2 separate regions of the Pan troglodytes genome follow, and region 2 is linked to region 1. A link is a contact called in public Hi-C data. All regions are on one chromosome and are shown on one strand. Each heading gives the region's core, a stretch centred on a gene start, on an enhancer-like site or on the middle of the called end of the contact. The rest is flanking DNA. Distances are from core to core; before and after follow the strand shown.

Evidence for each region. Hi-C and Micro-C count contacts between places; a contact is called where the count stands out from the background.
Region 2: a contact with region 1 is called in a Hi-C map of induced pluripotent stem cells, with 2.2 times the contacts expected there. The contact joins the promoter of SLC38A2 here to the enhancer-like site in region 1. A contact is called at or near these places in 2 of 7 Hi-C or Micro-C datasets (induced pluripotent stem cells and stem cell-derived neural progenitor cells), 1 of 1 datasets of contacts at active chromatin or transcription factors (stem cell-derived excitatory neurons) and 1 of 1 other capture datasets (stem cell-derived neural stem cells).

Annotation. Positions count from the first base shown.
Region 1 is chr10:49,190,666-49,197,818 of NHGRI_mPanTro3-v2.0_pri, reverse strand. No RefSeq gene overlaps it. Among named protein-coding and RNA genes, the nearest start is that of SLC38A4, 170 kb to the right of the region's middle. Within about 2 kb of position 4,203, at least 5 of the 24 cell types and tissues checked have an H3K27ac peak or open chromatin away from gene starts, as enhancers often do. A contact at or near this core is called in induced pluripotent stem cells, where this site is marked.
Region 2 is chr10:49,479,890-49,487,513 of NHGRI_mPanTro3-v2.0_pri, reverse strand. SLC38A2 (solute carrier family 38 member 2) reads right to left here and starts at 6,280. Exons shown (of 16, transcript XM_001164321.7): 1 at 5,894-6,280; 2 at 4,563-4,764; 3 at 4,164-4,245; 4 at 3,900-4,015; 5 at 669-742; 6 at 478-570; 7 at 266-347. The coding sequence starts at 4,678.

The sequences.
Region 1 (7,153 bases), core at 2,954-5,453:
GGAAAGCTTGCAAAATCAGCAAGGGTGTGTGTTTTTATTCACATATCTTAAACTCATCTCCTAGAACTTTGAGTCAAAATTGACCTTGTGAAAAATAAAACCAAACAGTTGAAGGCTCTAGCTTATCTGACACCCTAACTTAATTTTGATCAAATGTTGTTTTTATATGAAATAGATTACTAAGATAATAATATGCTTGGGTAAAAGGTATTGGCTCTAGACAAAGGAATTGTTTTTTTTAGCTCTGCCAGTTCTTATAAGGGAAAGCTGATATTTTCATCAGGAATGGGGTACAGTCTCCCTTGGGAGAGCTCAATGCCATGTAAGCCAACACATATATTGCCCCAGGACTTAAACAATTCTATGCTGGAGATAATCAGAAATATGCACATATTTCTTTTTTCTTAAGCAATACCCAACAAATTCAGAAAGTTGTCATATTTGAATTGTTTTCCTTTTCAGAGGAGGGATGTGCAATACTGAATAAGGAGAGAAATACTTTTCTAGGAAGTATTTTTCGTTTTTTTTTTTTTCCAGAAAAAAACCACTTTTGAGGCACAATTGTCATAAAATGTCACTTGTAGCATGAAGCAAATATAGAAACTCTGTCCCTTTGCAGATAGGACTGCCTGTTAAGTGATGGCCGGTCAGACTTACTTGATAACTCAGTACAGTGAGAGACAAGCATTAGAGCTGTTAGTTGTTACTAACACTAAGCAGAATAACAGAAAACAGGCAAAATAGGGTCAAGTAGAATTGTCAATTTTTGCCTTTCAGAGTCATTAAAGGGAAGAACTGGGGCTGAGTCGTTAGAATGGGTTAGTTGTTTGAGTTATTCCATCAATCCGAAATTAGAATTACCTTCATACCTTCCTTGCCTTTCCAAACTTCTGGGCCATGTCACTGAGAGTGGCCAGGACTCAGCTGATCTGCAGCAGGGAAACCACCCCCAATCTGTGGCTACTCCTATACTTAGGCTTAAACTGGACATAAGGCCATTTCATACAATTTCAGATGTTTGTGTTTTGTCTTTGCAACATGATATATATGGTTAAAATAATATAATTAATTTTTAATATTGTAGCTTATTGAAAGATAAAAAGTGAGCCTTGCTGCTTTTTTAGCTATTCTTTTGGACACAGCTACTACAAGAAGAGAAAATACTGGCAAGCCAGGGGTTAAGGTACTACAAGGAGGGAGCAATTTTCTCTCACCTCACGAGGAGGAAAAGACCCAATAATGGATTTTACTTCCCTCCTCGATGTATTAGATTTTACGGGAAATTTAACATGGTATGTCTTTTGTATCAAATCACAGAGTGAGGGCTTTTCACTTTGAGGAAATCCTATACACTAAAAAAGGAATTTAGCAGTTAGTAGGGTAAAATTCACACAAGCAAAAGTTTTATTACTTTACAAAAGGCTCTTTTAGTGAGCCAATCCCAGTGCTTTAAAAAGAACATGTTAAGTGAGGAGCATAAGCCTGTTTCCTGAGTAATGACTTCAGTTAAATTGACACACACATAGCCAAATGTTCTTTGTGCCTGGCAGGACCCAGGAGAAATCACCTAATCTATAATTATAATGCCCATATACACTGGCATCAAAATTTCCACCCCACTTGGATGCAAAATTGTACTTTAGTGCTCAAAAAAATTTTTTTTTTCTTAACTGCCTCTACGCCTTTGTATAAGAGACTCTTGTAGCTAACACCTTTTTATTTATGAGAAAAACATTTGCAAGTCTTTTTTTTGTTTGTTTAATTTAGTTTTTACCAGAAAATAAGGGGCCGTGTACAGCATATTCATGGAGACTAAATTAACTAATAGGGTTTAACTGTCGGTTGAGTGTTCTGAGAAAATGTCTGGGAAATGAACTTATAAACAGAAGGCCAGTGTTCAGGGTCCCTAGAGAAATAATGATGGGTCCTGCTCACTGAACATTTTGTGCCTCAGAGCGGCCAAAGGTGGGAGAAGAGGGAAAGAAAGCGACTAAGTGTGTGGAGAAGTTGGAGTGGTGTTTTTACCAACGGGTGTGCTCAGGATTTTTTTAAACAATGATATGTGCAAGTCGTTATTTAGAACAATGTACGAAAGCGTATAATAAATATATATGTGGATGATTGGGGTTGGCTATTAAGGGAAATACAGAACTGATTTTCCAAATGCCTTGCAGACTGCCGGACTCTGGAATGCTGGTTTTAAGCTGCTCACAAGAGCTACTACCTAATTGGAGCTCTGTGTATCTCTGAGCTTACAACTCTGGGGGACTTTTAAAAAAACTGTTGTTGTTAGAACCTTCTATTTTGAACAAATGGGCTAGTAAGAACAAAAGTAGAAGTGTCTCTTGTACAAAAAAGAGAAGACTTAGCTTAGGAAACCTGAACACACTTTAAAAAAATACCAGGAGGCTTTGATTTTTATGTTTTACTTTTGTGTTATGCATATATATCATCTCCCACCTAAAGTGATCAGGAAGGAGTCTGAAGAATGAAGATAATTTTTAAATAACAAATATTCCAATATTTGTTTATTCTGTGCCCAGGAGGCAGAGAGAACAACAAATGTGGTCCCTGTATTTTGTCTTCTCCATACTCTTTGCTCTGTGACTTCCTTTCTACTTCCTTATTTAGTCTGAATTTTAATATGTAGTATTCAAGTGGGCTCATAATGCTCATTTCCTTTCAATGAGATTTTCCAGTAAATATACTGACTCCACTGTTCACAGGAAATTACCCGGTTGGTGAGCACGTGTATAATTTTACCTCGATATATAACCCGGGGTATCTGCCTGTCTCCATGGCAGGATCCACCTCCTCTGCTGACAGGCTCTGTCTCTCTGTTTCTGCATTCATATTAAACACACAGAAGCAACATTTTACCTTTTAGAAGACATTAATTGAACAATTGATATGTAATTTTCCTTCTTGCAAAAATAGATTATAACTACTGTTTAGAATAGAAAACTAGCAGAAAAATTTTTGGAATTATAATAACATAGACACATTTTTAAATAGAGAAGACAAAACAGTCACAGAGAGAAGATAAGAGTAATTCCACAGAGTTTGCCTGGGAGAGGAATGGGTCTTGGAAGGAAGTCTTTAGAAGAAATATTGGTGCCAAAGAGACTGCTTAAAGAAAGGGCTCACCAAGGCTTAGAAATGAGAGAGAGCGAGCAAGAGAGAGAATACTCCACCCATCTGCAAGGAGGCAGATACTAACTTGCCCTGAGAATCAAGACAGCCTTGTTTGTACAGAATAAGCACAAATACTTCTCATGTAAAGATATTTTCTAAGATGAATGTTTTGAAGGTAAAATGTTAAGATTGTATATGTCTCAACAGTTTCTAAACACAATTAAGCATGAAGTGATCACAAACTCATCAGTTTATGCCCCTCTGTCATAATCATTATGAGCATCCCCTTTCACTCTAAAAAATGGCTCCGACTGCATAATAAATTATATGGTTGTGCTGATCAGGAGGAGCATTTGGAAACAGGACCTTTATTGAGTTGTTACGTCATAGAATTCTATCTTTGCCGTTAAAGATTTTGTAATCTCAAGCAGAAAACTCTGAAATAATATTCAGTGTAGAGGGAGGGTGAATGTTTCTGTCTTGTGTTAAAGAAATATGCAAGGGGTGGCCTCAAGTTCTCATTTCTGACTTCCTTTTCTGGTAATGCTGGCCGGAGCATCTCCAAGAAGTTTAATCTTCCTTTGCACAGGGTTAAGAAAGGAACAAAGGACAGGATTTTTCTAAACAATGATATGTGCAAGTCATTATTTAGAACATGACATATGTACAAACATATCTTTCACATGAGCAAGGCAAATACAACTCACTTGGATTTTCCTGCTAAACGTATACAATGGGCTGCCAAAAGTTTCAGTCTCAGGAAATTAGAAAAAACACCAAGGGAGGTCTCTGACCATTTGATTAAGTCTAGAACCTGCCACTAATAGAAAATTCAGTGGAGAGATTCTTATCTTTCTGTGGCTGTTGCAACAATGAGGAGACATATATGTAAATACTAATGTTGCTACCTAACCACAGCATTGAAACAGAATTCTTTCCTTATAGCCTTGGACTGCTTAGTCATCCTGAGAGAGTACCCCTCTCTCAAATGCTCCCTCTACAACAGTGAGACTGTGATGAGAACAATTGCAGTTCAACAATCTGTTGAAGGAGGGAGAAGCCAGGAGCTCCAATACTGACTGGTGTATGGATCTCCTTCAGTCTGATTCTTTCTTAGTTTCTTGCTAGTTCAGTGTCCCCTAGTGGTAACTGGCCTCATTAATGAACAAGCTGGTCACAGGAAATAGACTGGGAGACCTGTATAATCATGGTCTCTTTCATTTGTGTTTTATAATGAACACATATTCTTAGGACCTACTAAGTGCCAGGTAGTACATCTTCTCATTAACTCTCTGAGTAGGAGATTAGCAACATCTAAAATAAGAAACAGAGGTTCTTATCTACAGAGATAAGAAAACGGAGGTTCAAGGAGCCTAGGTGGCATAGCCAAAGATTGGTATGTTGTAAGAGTCAGAGCCAGGATTTGAAACTAGGATGTTTGATCCTTAGTCCTAATGTTGTTGTTGTTGTATTTGTTGATTTTTAACTGTATTCTCATGTTTCATGAGTCCAAGATGACAGACATTTTCTAGACACAAATACAGCATAGTGGTAATTAGGAAAGGAGCCTCAAGATCACTGAATCTCTTCTGCCTCACCTTGGCTGCCTCTGACCTTTCTGACTTTGTGAGGGTTGGGAGGGCACAGGATAGAATGAACAAAGAACTGGCCTTATTTGGACACACCTGGGTTTACATCCTAGCTCCACTACTCCACCATTCACTCAATAAATATCTATGGAGTACCAACCATACTCTAGGCCCCAGAGACACAGTGATACAGAACCGAGAAAATATTCTTCATTGTATTTCTCTTTCTCTCTGATCCCCAGTTCTGTCAACCCTAAGATTGAGGTGGGTATACCACTGAATATTTTTGGAAGGTGAATATTAAAAGTTATCTAACATGTTATGAAAAGAAAGATAGCTGGTAATTGAGGGCAAAATGGTAATACTGATGGCCCAGTGCAAGGCAGCTTTTGCAAGCTGAAGACAACTGATTGGTCCAATATTCTTAGAACCCTCTTTTGAGCTGGCTGTCTTTAGATATAATGAAATCTGTGTACCATCACATATTTTACTTAGCCAAGTCCTGAATTCTGTTTGTGACATTAAAGGAATGATTTATCTCTTCATCCACTCCAAGCTACGGAGGTGACAGTTCATAATTGTGGAGTTGGGTGTCCAGTGTTGCCACAAAAACAATGGAAAAACTGATATGTTTCCCAGACAAAGGTTGGTGTCTAGATATTTGAGATGATGTCTTTTGAGGAATATATTTAAAAGACTGAATGGTAACATGTTTTTCGTGAGCAATATTTTACGTTATAGTGATGCTAATATAATATTTACTTAGAACTTTGGGTATCTCAGAAGCATATTGTTCCTTAAGGAACTTTGTGTTCCTTTTTCTAATACAATAATTGAGAAAACTGGCTTAGGAAACTAAGAAATCACTGAATGTTAGAGCATGAGCATAACTTAAAGATTTTCTAATTCAACCTCCTCATTTTACAGACTGGAACACAAGTGAGATTATGTATCTTATTCAAAGTAATTCTTTAATCAATTCAACACATATTTATTGTGTGTCTTTCATGTGCTCGGTACTATTGTTCTACATGTTGGGATTACAGCAGTGAGCAAAACAAACACAGTCACTGCTTTCATGGACTTTTATTCTAGTGGGAAGGGGGATATTTAATAAAAATTAAACAAAGAAATATATACAAGGTCAGGTAATGCTAAATGTTAAAGAAAACATAATCAAGCAAGATGAGGGCTAAAGGGTGATGAAAGGGAGTCCTCTCTTAGAAAGAATGTTCAGTGAAGGCAACATTTGAGCACAGTCCCAAATGAGGTAAGGGAGTGAACTGCACGGATATCTGTGGAAAGAACATTGCAGGCAGACAGAACAGCAAGTGCAAAGCCCTGAGGTGGACTCCCACTTAAAGGCCAAGGTGGCCAGAATGCAAAAGTGAAGGGCAAGAGGGGCAGGGAATGTGATCTGAGAGCAGGGAGTGGAGGAGGCACATCCCACAGGGCCTGGTGGGTGTGGTAAGAGCTCTGAGCTTTTAGGCCCTGGAGGGTTTTGAGTTGAGAACAGACATGATCTGATTTATGTTTTAGAAGGATGACACACAAGCCAAGATCAGACTAGAGTCCAGGTCTCTTTAAGGTAGAGCCCATAAGCCTTCCCACTGTCACATGAAATACTGTATACTGGCAGCCAAAACTAAAGAGCAGATCTGGGAAATTTTTAGAAAATCTATATATTCATAATATTACCAAGATTGATGCTTTCAATCAGAGTTTAGTAAACACAAAGTAATAAAAATTATGCTCACACCTTCTTTCATCTCTCTGAAGGAGAAATGACAACATTTTGATACTTTAACATCCTTAACATATTTTAACACATCTTCACCAACTTCCATGACTAAAATAAACTAGGGAAAAGAAAACTGTGCTTCTTGCTGAGAAATCACACACCTCTGGCTTAGGATTTAAGTGAGTGGAGAAAGAAGCTGCCCTCTGAGATCATTTTGTCTGTTCTTGGACTGTGACATGCCTTTTGCACATTACGGGTCAAGCTATGTTTGTTTCTAGCCAAGGTTTATCAATTTATACTCTCGATTGTGAGATTTAAACAAACAGTATTTAAGTGATTTTGAAATGTGCAAAATTTAAAAGGATTCTATACTTGTGAAGAAAGAAGTTTGATATTGTTCCTTAAAGTTGAGACTATTATTCTCTTTTCATTCCTTACTTGAGCAGTATTTTTCTTTCATATAAGGCAGTAAAGTTCATCAAGTTAAGCTGAGTTCAGAATTTCATTATTGTAACTGAATTATTGTGTTTCAGACACTCTCTGATGGTAATAATAATAGCTGCTGTGGATTGAGAATTACTTTAGGGCTAGACGCTTTGCATGCGCTACCTCAAATCTATCCACACTCCTGCAAGGTGCATGCAGTTATCCCCATTTTACAGGAAACTGAGGCTCAGAGGGGTTAATT
Region 2 (7,624 bases), core at 5,031-7,530, 290 kb before region 1:
GAACATAAAGACAGAAAGCAAGTTCTAGAAAACCTGTTTTAGAAATTAAGATATCCAAAATTGTAGGGCTAGCTACTATCTTTCGGCCTTTCCTTCTCCAAAGTTCGAATCAGTTTACGGGGATGGGGGGCCTTCTTGGTCAGTTTCAAAAGGAACATTTATGGATAATTAACTAATAATCATTTTGTATACAACTTTGATAAAAATGTATCTAACCACTTTTGACTATAATTGTTGCTTATGAGTAACCTTACTTAGCACCTACCCAGTTTTATCTTCAATGTTCGTTAATGCCTGGATCACCAAAGGCAACTCATATTTCACTATGAAGAGGTAGCTTGACATAGCTGGAGGAAAACAAAATTATACCATTACAAGTGCAAAACACGGCACGTGACACTAAAACGCATGTGTCACCATTCTGTGCTCCACAATGAGCATAAAGTCTACCCAAATAATCTTTTGAAAAATTCTTACCTCCAATGTTCTGCATTGTAATTGATCCAGATGCTGCAAGCTTTCCAACTAATCCAAATGCCTTATATCCCAATTGTTCATATAATAAAGACCCTACAATTTGAAGACAGAAGCATGAAGCGAAGGATTTTAAAAGAGAAATAAAATGATAGGTTTACATTGTTTTAGAAAAATCAAGAATGCTATCATACCTCCTTCATTGGCAGTCTTCAAAAGGAGATGAACAGAATACAGGGAAAATATTGACACAAATGTCAAGAGAATTCTGATGAGAGAAGGAAAAGGCACAGGGTTATAAATAAGCATGGCTATATTTAAAGACAACTCTTTCTGGATGTTTAAATAACATTATGTGTGCAACTTGTCCTATTTGTGTCAAAATGCCCTGAAGAACTGGCATTTCCTCTCCTACTAACTGGAACGGCAACACTGTCTCTTGGCTGGCAGTAAAAACTTGCATCATTTCTCAGGTGATAGTTCTACAGCATTGGTTAGGAACAAGGATGTCTACCCACTGAGCCAAACATAGCATGAGACACTGGAAAGCTCAACTTCCCAGTGGTGGAGTTTGAAACTTGTATTTTGATTCTGGCACCACAATAATGAGCTGTATGCTTGCCACCTTTCTGCATTTCAGTAGTTCCCCTTATCTGTAAAATATTAGTAATATCCGCCACTAAACCCAGCCCACAAGGTTCTTGGGAAATTCAACTGAGACACGTTCAGGAAAGGTTTTAAGACCACATGGACCGTATACACAAAAACAGGAATGAGAGGCCAGGTGCAGTGGCTCATGCCTGTAATCCCAGCACTCTAGGAGGCTGGGGCAGGATGACTGCTTGAGGCCAGGAGTTCGAGATCAGCTTGGACAACATAACATAGGGAAGCCACATCTCTACCGAAGGAAAAACAAAAAGCCAGCTGTGGTGGTGTATACCTATAGTCTCAGCTACTCAGGCTGAGGTGGGGGGATCACTTGAGCCCAGCAGTTTGCCACTGCACTCAGCCTGGAGGACAAAATGAAATACTGTCTTTTTTAAAAAAAAAAGAAAGAAAAGGAAAAGAATGGTAAGGGGGAAATGACACTAACATGATACTAACATTTTAAGAGGCACTACAAGCTTTACTAACAACTGGGCACAAATCAGAGAACTAACCATTGTGATGACATACTACATTGCACCCCATGGCAAGGAATACAGGCCCACTATTGTCACAGTTAAACAATGTCTGTGCTAGAACAAGTAGGCTATCAGCTTGACTGTCTCTAAGCCTTTCCTCCCTTGACCCTTTCACTTGGATTGAGCAACAGAAAAAAAATAAATAAATAAGGTAACACAGAGTGACTAAAGGGACCCTAATGTCACCTAATTTTCCTTTAGGGTAAGGGTTCTCCCTCATTCCAGCTTTACTTTCCTTCCACCTAGGAGAGCCCAGAGATACAGACTAATTTTTTAAAGAAATTAAATAACAAAACAGGGAAACTCATAGAAAACCCTGCAAAGGAGAGGAGTTGCATGTTTTTTAATTCCGTATGAACAAACTGCACGCAGTACCATGTAAGGTGCTGACAAAGAAACTGATGTCTATTAGTTAAACAGAGGAAGTGGCTTTACACTACCATTCTAAATGCCAGAAGTTTTACAGGACCTAGTCTGAAGTGACACTATCAACCTCACTTCTAACTGGAGAAAATACGTTGGTTTAATTAAAAACAAACCAAATTAAGTCCTTCCATGTCTTATACTGAAATGACGAGGGATGAATAGACTTTATAACCTTTGAGGTCACTTTCAACCTTCAGATTGATTCTACTTAAAAAGGTTAGCTACAGAGTTGTTGAAGTGGACCGTGGCAGCCATGTGGTTTTTGGCCCATTTTCCTCTATACCTCTAAATATAAAGTAAATACTGATGAATAAAATCACACTTTAGCAATCTTATTTAGCCATTAAGCAAAATGGTAAATCAATGACATAAGCACCTATTAAAGTATAATTCCAAGAGTACAAGGGTTACATCAGAATTTGACCTTCACTTATGAAACAGAGGTGCCATTTAAATTCTTACTTTAACTACACTGCACTCTAAAACTGCCTCCAGTTTTTATACCAAGTGCTAACAAGGATTTCAAATATTCGACAGTGATGCCATTCAGGTTCTCCACTAAAAACTCCTGAGATTCTAGGATTCTACGTAAATCGCTGGTCCTTCACCTTAGTAAGAGTTCTCTCAAAAAGCCTCATCCTAATTGAAGCAAGCCAGAGTGAATCCTAGCATCTAGTACTCAAAGCCAGGCTTAACCTCAGTGTGGAATTTCACAAAGCAGAGATTTGCAAAGGTCTGCTTTTCTTTTCATGAACATTCTATCGTGCTGGAGAAAATAACTTGAGTAGAAGGCACCAGTCAGCTAAGTAAAACACATCTGTCACAAAGGGACAATTCCATGCTATATACATATGGTTTCCTTATCTGTACAATGAAGGTATTAAGTTACACAATCCTCCACAGAAATTGCCTTAGCCAGGGGTCCACGGGTACTTAAACTTAAGGGCTATGATACAAACGTCACTGAAAAATACATGCTTAAGATTGCATGTATTTTTGTTTTCTGCTTTTTCCCTGGAAATAAGATCCACATTTTTCTATCATATTCTCCAAGAGTCAGTGACGCAAAAATGGCTAAGAACCACTGCTCTGAAGTCTTCTGTACCTCTAAGAGTCTATCCACGTATTTATGCTGGAAAGCACAGGAGTAATTAAGTCTAACTGTGCAACTGTGGGGGGAACCATTTAAAAACAAGTACTTACTAAAATATTCATTTTTTGCCACAACATGTGGCAATCGAACAGGTCTGACAAAAGCAAACATTAAAAAAACATGTATGGATTGCTTTTCAGGGTCCAGAAATATGACTCCCTCGTCTTAAAACAAACATGTTCCAGGCTGGGTAAATACCACCACACCCTGTATGTTTAGAGAAATTTTCTTTTCCTTATTCACGTAAGGGGCCACAGGTCCTTAAGAACTGTGTCGATTTACCAAAATGATTTGGAGCTTATTAGGATTTTCAGCTTCTGATTTGCCAAAACAAAATTTATACCTACCCTGGATTTAGCCATAGTTCTTTTTAATATCTACCATCTGTTACCATTTTGTTTTAACTATTCCCACTGACTTAGAAGACTTCTGGCTTAATTTGTCAGTTTTAAGGACTGCCCTATTTTTTTCTAGTTGGCTTTCTTGATATTGTGCAGTATGTAGTAGAATAAAGAGATTTTTTGGGGTTTCTCATACTTTTAATTTTAAGCAAGTAACTTTTGAGTCAGCTACTCCAACTGTAAATTCAGTTTCTGGAGCCAAGATATGTTTTACCATAGTAACTGCCCTGCATGGCAGACTCACTACTTACACATACTTACATAAAAAGAGCAATTCCAGTATTAGCCATGGCATAAGAAAGCCCAAGGATTCCACTGCCCACAATCGCATTGCTCAGATTAAATACTGACATTCCAAAGGAAGTAGTACCTGGATGCTACATAGAGGGAAAACGATAACCAAACATATAACAATAATTAAATGGAGAAAACCAGCTTTGGGCAAGTTAGATTTGAATTCTAAAAGTAAAACTATTCTTTTACTCCATAAAGCCACTGACAGACAAATTACTATTTTTAACTTACAAATTCTGTTTCATACTTCTTCTTCCCCAAATTCGATTCAAGTAAAAAGTTCTGGTTTTCAGGATCTACATCTGCATAATGGCTGCAAAAAATATAGACATATATAATTGTAAACTGGATTGAAATATCTATCATTACACACAAGACTGCTTTAACATAAAATACCCTCCAACAGCATAGTTCTGATACAACATCTTTACTTAATGTATAAATATTAACTAGGAGTTGACTTTCACACCAGCTATCTTGTCATTACAAGATAATCGGATACTCTTTCAGAGATTACGCACCTTCTCTAAATGCTATAGCAAATTAAAGCAATGGAAGCAGAGTCCTAGGTAACTCCCTGAACCCAACCCATGCAAGCCGTTTTTTCAAAAGTGTCACAACTTCTCCCACCTTTTCAGAGCAGCTTGCTTGGTGGGGTAGGAGTAGTTGAAGTCGCTGTTGGAACTGTAGCTGCTGCTGTCTTCATCCGGGGAAATATTGAATCGTCCCATTTCGGCCTTCTTCATGCTAAGCACTGGGAGGAATCGGGTGCAGCTAGTAGCGCTGGGCTCCTTTTGTCCTTGGCGGTGGGTGCAGCGGCCCGCGAGTCGGCCTGCGAATGTAGAGGCGGCGCGTCAGGACCGCAGCGCCAGCCCGCCGCGGTCACGTGACGCCGCCGGGAGGCGCAGCGCGGCTGATTCATCCCAGGCCAGGCGAGTGGAAAAGTACCAGCCGCGCGCGAGGGGCGGGGGCGCGCCGAGGGGCGGAAAAGTACAGACGGCGGAGCCGCGGAGAACAAAGATGATGCCACCGCTGTGTTGCGGCCGTCGAGGCCCCCTACTCCGGCAGATTTCAGTATTTCACCCTCTCTATTGTCCCTCGTCGGAGTGGAGGGGGCGAGGGGGGTTCTGTTTTGCTTTTTCCCAGTCGCTCCAAACGTGCACAGGCACTCAGGGCACACATCCAGCCCCGACCCTGGCTCGTGTGCATGCAACCTAGGCGCACGGCTTTCCGTTTCTAGCATTTGGAACAGCAATGCTGCGTAATCTGTCCTTTACTGCCCGGAGTCCCCACACGGGGAAATGCCTCTGCCGCAGACAGCCTTCCCCAGGAGGCGGAAAGGGCCGACACTACTCCTCTCTCGAGGGGGGCGAACGCCCGGGCCCCGGGAGCTGGGGGTTTGTTTACACACGCGCGCCAGTGCCCTCAAGCACACCCGTCCACAGGCAGCTGGCCCGCGAGTGCTACGCCCGCCCAGCCCCTCCTATGTCCGGAAAGAAAACTGATGCAATATCGATCGTCGATTGTCAAATGTTCCCAACTCGTCTTCCCCAATCTTGGCCTCTCCTGTAATACATGCCCAAGCCCACCTCCGCCGCCCCCAGATTCCTGGTTCCCTGGACTTAATTTTTTTTTTTTATTATTAAATGCAAATCAGTCACAAGACTTGCCGCAGCAGAGCCGCTGGCCGGGCTAGTTCCCCTCCCCCTAATGGGAAGATGCGGCTCCGCACCGTGCAGGCACGCGGCCCCCGCCCAGCGCCCGCTCTCCTGCCCACGTCGCGGGCGCGACACCCGCGCGGCGGGCCAGGGTGGAAGGCTGGCCAGCCCAACCGACAACGCCCGCCTCGAAAGGAAACGGACCCCGCGGCCGCCTTCCCGCGCGGCCCCTCCCGGAAGCCCCTCCCCCACTCTCGCCCGGGCCCCGCGCCCTTCCCACAGACGCCCCCCCGCACGCGTTACCTCGGTGGTCTCTGTTCTCACGCAGACGTCTTCAGTGGGTTTCTCTCAGTCAAATACAAATCATAAAAAACAAACAAAAAATTTCCCCAAATCCAACAACAGGCAGGAAAAATAATTTTAATAAAAAAGGAAAAGACAAATTGCCGCCCCAATCCTCCGGCGTCCGCCGTGTCAAGGGAAAGGCGCGAGCGTGCGGTAACGCGTGGTCGGGCTGCTGCTAGCAGTACTGGGAAGGCGTTCTAAGGCGGCGGCGTCGCGCGGCTCTGGAGCAGCCCTGCGAGCGGCGGGTTATAGCGGCACCCCGGGAACGCGTCAGTGGGCGGGACCGCGGCCGCCCGGGCGCCTTCTCTTTGTGTATCAACACCACCTGGGCCCCGCCTCCGACCCGCCCAGACCGAGGCCCCGCCTCCCTGCCCCTCCCTCTGCGGCCCGCGCCCGCGGCCCAGCCCCGCCCGCAGGCGCCCCCAAGACTCTCCCGCAAAGCCCAAGCCCACTCTCTCCAGCTTTCTAGATAGTCTGGAAAGACCCCCAGATGCTTCCCCTGCCTATCCTTTTCAGCCAGGGTTGGTGCTCAACACATGCGGTTGTCTTTGAGGAGCCATCTCCTTAAAATTTTCTCCTGTCCGAGTCACCAGCAGTCCTTGCTTTCGGGGGACACATCAAGGCTTTTGGGGGACACCACCCTCCCACCAAACACTTTCTTGATTGTTATTTTTGTGATTTACAGTGAGGTTTTGTCTCACAAACTTGGGCCAAGGCAGCAAGGTTGTCCTGATGGTTTGTTGTTCTTTCTTTTCCACCTAGACCTGCTTTCACTCTTCAAAACTAGCCGGAGGTCGGCGAGCAGCTCCTTTTCGGGATGTGCTTTTTGTACGGCCATGGAAACTGGACTAGCGGAAAGGCTACCTTTTGGCCAGCAAGCCAGGCGCCTTAGAAAGAGGCCCCAGTGGGGAGCCCGGCGCTCCTAAGGCCGTTTGGGAGTCCCCAGTTTTCCATTCGCTGACACGTTGCTTCTCTTATCCCACCACCGCCGCCCCCGGCAAAGGCACTGCCTTGTCTGAATGCGGGTCTGAGGCGCTTTCTGCGGAGCCTGGTCCTTTCCCTTCAATGGTGATGTGGTCTTGCTGAGCCAGGCAACTAGGGAGACCCTTCGCTGTGGAAAAATTGGTGCTGCGGGAAAGGCAAGACTCACTCCCTTGCAGGAAACAAAGACCCCTTAGGAGAGAGAAATGTTCATGGAATGAATGAATAAACAAGTTTGACCTACTGCTCTCTTCCTTTTGGGGACTTGGGAGAAATTGGGCAGGGCATAGAGGAAAGGGCTGGGTGTGATCGCAGTTTTTGCTTTCAATGTTTTACTGAGGAAATCCGTACAACTGCCTATTTCCGCCGCACGTGAGGCTTCGGGTGCCCTCGCCTGCACCAGTGTTTATGATTGACAAGCGAGGTCCCGATTTCCCCCATCACACTCCTGTGTTCCCTACCCTAAACCTTCTACTCTGTTCAGGCCAGTCTTCCCTACCGCAAACCTTCTACTCTGTTCAGGCCAGTCTTAAATAATAGCCATTCTTGCTTTAGTGTCCAATCTCCTCTCATCCCCTTAAATGCCGCTATCATGCAAGGCTTAGTCTTCGAGCCACAGGAAAGCGCCCCGCATGCCTTAATCCCTCCGTACTCAGCCCTCTTTTTGCAGGTACTATTTTCTAAAACAATATGGTGACGGACTTTTAA